Linked DNA regions of Gossypium hirsutum: region 1 is linked to region 2. Evidence: chromatin contacts called from public Hi-C data. All regions are on one chromosome and are shown on one strand. The core of a region is the stretch at or near the end of the contact, and the rest is flanking DNA. Distances in the headings are between cores, read along the strand shown.

The links. A called contact is a pair of places that touch in the nucleus more often than the background predicts.
Region 1: a Hi-C map of fibers shows a contact between it and region 2, with 4 times the contacts expected there. The contact joins the enhancer-like site here to the promoter of LOC107933501 in region 2. A contact is called at or near these places in 12 of 34 Hi-C or Micro-C datasets (anther, fibers, hypocotyl and 5 more).

Annotation. Positions count from the first base shown.
Region 1 is chrA12:44,000,909-44,004,238 of Gossypium_hirsutum_v2.1, forward strand. No RefSeq gene overlaps it. Among protein-coding and RNA genes, the nearest start is that of LOC107933495, 3.9 kb to the right of the region's middle. Within about 2 kb of position 2,008, at least 4 of the 9 cell types and tissues checked have an H3K27ac peak or open chromatin away from gene starts, as enhancers often do. A contact at or near this core is called in fibers, where this site is marked.
Region 2 is chrA12:43,949,249-43,952,729 of Gossypium_hirsutum_v2.1, forward strand. It overlaps LOC107933501 (elongator complex protein 4), which reads right to left and starts at 1,302. Exons shown (of 9, transcript XM_016865729.2): 1 at 993-1,302; 2 at 333-531; 3 at 1-216. The coding sequence starts at 465.

The DNA of each region.
Region 1 (3,330 bases), core at 758-3,257, 52 kb after region 2:
GCAAGATACAAACTTTAGGGCTAAATTTGAAAAAGGGATGGTTGGCCTAGAGTGGATGATTGGGATAGTGTTAGAAACTTGAGGGATTTCTTGGAACACTTTTATGAAGTCACTTTGTGTGTTTTCAACACTTCATATGTCACATCCAATAATTTTTTGATGAGCTTTCTCAAATTGATATCCTTTTACGAAATGCTTAGTCAAATATTGATGTTGAATTTAGTGTTATGGCCATGAAGATGAAAGCCAAGTATGATAAGTATTGGTGTGATATTGATAAGATGAATTTGCTTGTGTTTGTTTCTTGTGTTTTAGATCTTAGACAAAAATTGAAGTATTTTGAATTTGCACTTAGTGAAATGTCTAATGCTAAAAAAGCTTGTGAAATGATGCAAAAGTTGAAAGAAGCTTTGTATAAGCCTATACTTCATAGTGCTTATAGCCAATCGAGTATGGTAGCACAATGTTTCTCTCAGTGAACCACAAAAAAAAAACATCATAAAAAAAGTGGATTCGAAAATCATCATAAAAAAAGACATCAAGAAGATTGAGGAACAAATCCAAAAGCTTGACAATACTAAAAATGGTATGTTTATTTTTAATTTAATAGTTTCAATCACTTATAAATTAACTTATTTAATCATTTCAAATTTTAGACTTTTCTTGTAATGCGTCAGAACCTACCCTACAGTCATGAGCTTTCATGAGTTGAAGGGTATGCTTGCTATCTCATTTTTGTTAACTTGCAACCGATTCATTTGTTTATATTATTCGATTTTTTGAAATGCATATATATTAGTATATGCTCATTTTTTGCATATATTTTCTAGGTATAATGCAAATGAAGATCTTTTGAAGAGAAGAAATTGATGCAAATAGAGAATATTAAAGACTATTACATTTTAATTGTGTTAATTTCAAAACTCATGTAGTGTTTTTAATTATGTAGTGTTTCAAGATTTATAATTCGATTATTTCGGTTAATTTAGTCAAATGAACGTTATCAAAATTTTTTTTGATATGTTTTATATTTGTTTTAACAAAAAAAAATATAAATTTTAGTTAATTCAATTAATTGACTAAATTAACCGAAATATTTTGATTTGACTAATTTTTTTTAAAAATATTGATTTGATTAACGGTTAAATAATAAAATTTTTTAATTAATTCAATTTATACTAATTTGGTTGGATTATTAATTCAACTGACTGTTTGACCATCCGTATCTCCCACCCAACTAGAATGATAATCTTGTTTTCCCCATGGCAGCCTTCATTTATAATTATTTACCATCATCCATTGTTTAATCGTTTCTTACTTTTTCTTTCCAAAAAGTTTAAGCTTTTAATATACCATCTTCCTCCCTTACCGAAAATTTAAGTCTTCATCATCTCTTTTAGATATTTAAGAATATGAATCTACAAAAAAAAAAAATAGAGAAGTTCCATGTCGTTTTTCATGGGAAGAAACCTAACATATACTGCTCATGGAAAAGTGTGGTCCTAGTTATTGGTGTTAAGAGAAGCATGTACAAGTTATTCGAACATGAGAGTGATGCAATTTGAGGGTTGGAAACTCAAGTGACGAAGTTCCTTCATCCAATATAATCATCAACATTCCCATTCCCTTCATAATTTCTGATCCATTCAAAAAATTTGCACCCATACCATATATTTGTTAAATCATACTTCCATCAAAACTGTATTTCACTCATATCAATCAACGACAATCTGATAATAATAAAGTAGAAACAACTAATAAAAAAAATTTAGTCATCAAGTAAAATAAAAAGGTTCAATAATCAAGTACATAAAGTATCAAATTCGAAATTAGATCTATAACCTGATAACCCATAGCTTTTAATGAGGGTCTGAGATTAATTTCTTTCAAATTATGGTATTAATCAAAATCCCCCTTCCAAAAAAATACCTCTTTATACTTTGAACACGCATAAAATTTCTTACCTTTGCTCCAAGGTATTTGAAATACAAATCGGCTCACTCAATCCCCCCACCATAAGATTTTGAGCTTCCTATAGGCATCTCCAACTTGCAATGTCATCTGAAACAAGAACCCTAACCCTCGACTTCAGAGAATGTTTTTTCTTTTTGGACAGTAACTTTTGTAACTTATAAAAATATTGTAAATATGTTTTACTTTTTTCAAAATTATTTCTAATGGAATTTTGGTAATTTAAATAATATTTTGTAAAAATGAATAAAATATCACACATGGCAGTCCTTGATTGGTGGAATTTTTTTAAAATAATAGTTAACTTTTTGGGTAAAACAAATTTTGAAGTGTAGCTTCGGTTGAGAGAAAAAAAGTTTAGGTACTAAATTAGGAAAACTAGTATAATTTAAGTATAATATTTTGGGTTAAATCTTTATTTTATTATATATTCGTGTGATCAATTTTTTATAAGATCGATATTAATTATATAAATACAAAAGGTTTTCTTGCATTATATTATAGGAGATGATACCGTTTGAGAGAATGGTACCAAACACAAGTACTATAGTCAGCTCGCGAACTTTTTAATTTGAGACATTTAAGATTTTGAAATGTAGTTGAGAAGACATTTGTTGTTCTAAAAAAATATTTTCCATATTAACATCACCTTAGTATAGAATAAAAAAACAAAATTGAATCATACTAGTATCTTGCATATTTTATAACTTGAATCATAAGTAGAATTAACACGATCCATACTTCGAAAAATATATGGAAAAAAATCTTGATAATCTTAAAAGATGTATATTCTAATTCAAATGATGAACTCGATCAAAAACTAACAAATGTTGATAAAGAGCATATGTTAAATATTAAAGAGTGAATAATCAAACAAATATGTACTAAAACAATTAGATAAATTTTCATATGATTTGTATTTTTCTTGTTATTTTTATTAGTAAATGTGTTATCAACTCTTTTTTTAGGCTAATGATTTAATTTTAATTGTTTAAAAAAAATTATCACACTAATCATTTTTATAATAATTAATATATATTTTTTTTTAAAATAGAAATTCACACTAATCATTTTTAACATAATTATGTTAAGAGTTTCCATGAACCTTCACCTCTTCATCAAAAAATTTGTCAGATACTCCATAAAATTCTTTTTAATAAAAATTTGCTGATAAAATTAACATAAAGCTGGTAAAAAGAGTAAATAAGCATTACAAGATGGGATTAGCATTTTAAAAATAAATAAAGAAGCACCTCACATACTCTAAATGCTAACATTTTTTGTGTAGGAAAATATTTTAAAACCCTATAAAATGCTATCATTTTTATTAGTGCCCAAAATTTTCTATCTATCATAATT
Region 2 (3,481 bases), core at 52-2,551:
CGCGTTCCCGGGATTTGTCATCTTTGGATGCAGCAGGACTTGGCAAAGTACCCAAAAAACCCCTTGGATCTCTGGCTGGACTAGAATAGAGAAGAGGTTGGCCGAGAACAAGTCCCTGAGCCATGAAATTCCTCAACAAAAGCATGTGATGAGGTGCTTCTGCGTCTTCCATCACCATAACTAGACTTCCCAATGGGAACCCACCACCCAGTATCTCTGAATATCAAGTAAAAACTATTCAATAACAGAACAAATCACCTCAAAGAACTGAGAGAAAGCAAGGCCAAAAAAGAATGTTAGACAGTGATAAGAATAAGAGTGTATGACATTACTGTCAAGATCGGGTATCCCAGAAGATAGAAAGACCGTGCCATTTGGCCCACACTTAAGTCCGGGGCCATGAGATGGGGCTGCAGTGGAAAGGTTTCGAGAGAAGGTACTTGTCCGAGTCTTGGCCGCAGCCATAGCAGTAGCAACAGTAAAAAATCAAAACACCACTCAATGAAGTGATCTGAGACTTTCCTGGTTTAACTGCAGCAAGCAATACCCAGTTGCACAGTTAATCAAAACAAAACCTAAAAACCCAAAAAATAACTATCATTGAAGATGTCGAAATCAGCAATGGAATCAACTAAACAAGAAAAAAAAACATGATTATCATAACCACAGGATTAAAATTAAAAATGTTATATTTAACTTAAATTTGAGCTATTTTCCATTCAAACCTTTACCTATCCATTCAAAAGCATGTATATGGAACCACCCATCTTGGCTAAAATCAATGAACATAGAAAGAAGTATAACCTTCAATAACCCATATTGTTTTTCATTATTTTTAAGATGTATTTTTCTCTTTTCATTCAAGCTTTTTATCGAATATATGGTACGCAGCTGATTGGTAAAGTTTACCATACATCAAAAAAGCTCCAAAAGAGTGTTATTCTTTTGCTTTTCTGTCTAAGTAACAAAACAGGGAAGAATTAAATTCTCACCTTGCTCTCTTGAAAGAGAAAATTACAGCAACTGCTTCAAACTCTTCGGCTTCAAGTTTCCTGCCTCAAGAGTTGGCCGTTTTCAGAGTAATTATTTGCGTTTTCGTTTTGTTTAATCGATGTTTTTCAGGTTTTATGAAGCGGAGCTACTTGTTTGGACTTAACCCATTAGTTATTTCACTGGGCCAATGTTAGGCTTAGATTTATAATTAATTAATCTTTTATAAAATATCTAAACTATATATAATTCTCTCTATGCTTATAATCTGCTTGATATGAAGAATGGAAAAGAGTAATGATGAAAAATTTGCCAATCCAATGATTAAGATTCATAGCTAATTTCTTATATATAGTTTAACTGTTAGATTAAGAAAATTTTCATTCTTATTTAAACTCATGTTCTTTAGACCGTTGTTGTATAGTATTTTCATAAGGAAAATGTTTGGTGTTTAAAAATTATATGTTCAAAGTTTTCACTTTGGGACCAAATGAGTTTTAGCTCGATTAGTATCGACATTGTTGTTTATGTAGGAGGACATAGGTTCAAGTGCATTGAAACACATTTATCCTCCTATTTAAGGGTTGGAGAGGGATTGTGAGCAGTTCTAGGCATTTGTATTAAAAAAATGTCCAAATGGAAGATAATAATTCTCTTATATACCCTTTGTGATTGTTTAAAAATAAAAGCCAAAAAGTCTCTCATCTAAAATATTTTTAAAGCCAATTCTCTCTTATCTTTTATTATCTGGGTGCTCAAACTTCGAGTAAAATTGAATTAACCAACCGAACCAATCTAATTTGGCTAACCAGTCGGTTAATCGATCTAGCTCGGTTGGAGGTCAATTAAAGGTTTTTTGAAATTTTAGTTAACGGTTAATTCGGATCGAAATCAAGTAATTAATCGAATTAATCGAACTTAATAAATAATATTATATATTATATGTAGGATGACATATTTTTATGTATTAATTATATATTTATTTTGAGTATGATCCTACTAATTTGAGTTATTTATGGTTTTTTATCTTACAGGGACTAAATTGAAGGCAAAATGAAATTTGGGTGCTAAAAGCGTGAATTTGAAGTTAAATTGGGCCAACATGCGAAGTAGGAGAGAAATGGTGCCAAAAATGCAAAGTGTGGAAGATTTTGGGAGCAAAAATACAAAAGAAGAGATTTTATAGCACAAGACTCTATTTAATTTTTAATTATATTAGAATAATTATTAAGGATTATTATTTAGATTTAATTTTACTTTTATCTTTATTTATCCTTATTTATCTTTAATTATCTTTATTTAATTTTGTTTATCTTTTAGAATTTAATTAGGAATAAATTAGGTTTTCTAGTACTATAAATAGGGGATGGAGTGACACAAATTACACTCATCTTTTCTGTAAACACTCTCTCTCCCATAAAATTTAGCCTTTTGTTATTTCCATATTTTTCAATAAAAATTTTATTTCCATTACACTTATTTCCTTTTCCCCAAAAATCATGAGCCACTAAACTTATCTAGCCAAAGGTTGTTGAAAATCCCCAAAAGGGTTCATAAGGCTTAGAATCTGCACTTAGCTTTCTCAAATGAGTATTCATCGTTTCTCCGCATTACTGGGCTGACGCTTCCATCCATGTCCCTTAAAAAGTGATCTTTTCAACGTGTGCAAGGAAAGACTGCTTTGTATATTTTGGGAAGGTTGCACAGTCGGTTCGTTAGCTTACTGCGTCAGAGGTTGGCGAGCCCAAGAGACAAAGTGGCGTGGTATTCGCCATTGAGAAGTGATGATCTAGCATAAGATGATCCCACAAAAGCGATTGTTGGCTAGAGTCAGGTTCCGCTAAATCGTAAGTCTAAAATCTTTGAGCTGGTGGTCGTAGGTGTCCTCTTCTACTATAACTGGCTTTTTTGTTTGAGAAAGATCACCTAAAAGTCGAGGATTGAACCCAAGGCGGCTCGAGGCAACCGGAGGCCGGAATCTCTCCATAAGAACTCTTTTTCCTCAACTCTATTTGTTTCTATTACTTTCAAAATTTCAATCGAAACTTTTAATTCTATTTTTTTTTCAAGGTACGTACGTTTTCTTGGGCACGACTTTATCCAGGATTTTGAGGAACAAGCAATTGTGCAAATCCGGTCTTTGAGGATTTGACCATATTTCCCTTATACTATTATTTTTATTATTTTATAGGGATAAGATATTTTTGGTCCTTTCAACGACCGCATCAAATTTTGGCACCATTTCTGGGGATGGTAACGTACTGATCTTGTTTTTTGTTTCTTATAACCAGATCTGCTCTAGGTACTCTTACATTTGATTCAGAAATAGAGAAGACTACGAGTGCTAATCGCAAGGAAACAAAGTTACGAAAAAAGCAGTCAACGGTGGTTGGAACTCAAAGTAATCCACAGCCAAAAATCGAAGTCGACGACAAAGTTAAGTCTAAGGTTAACGAAAATTCTACTCAAACATTTGAAAGCGAAAAAGTAG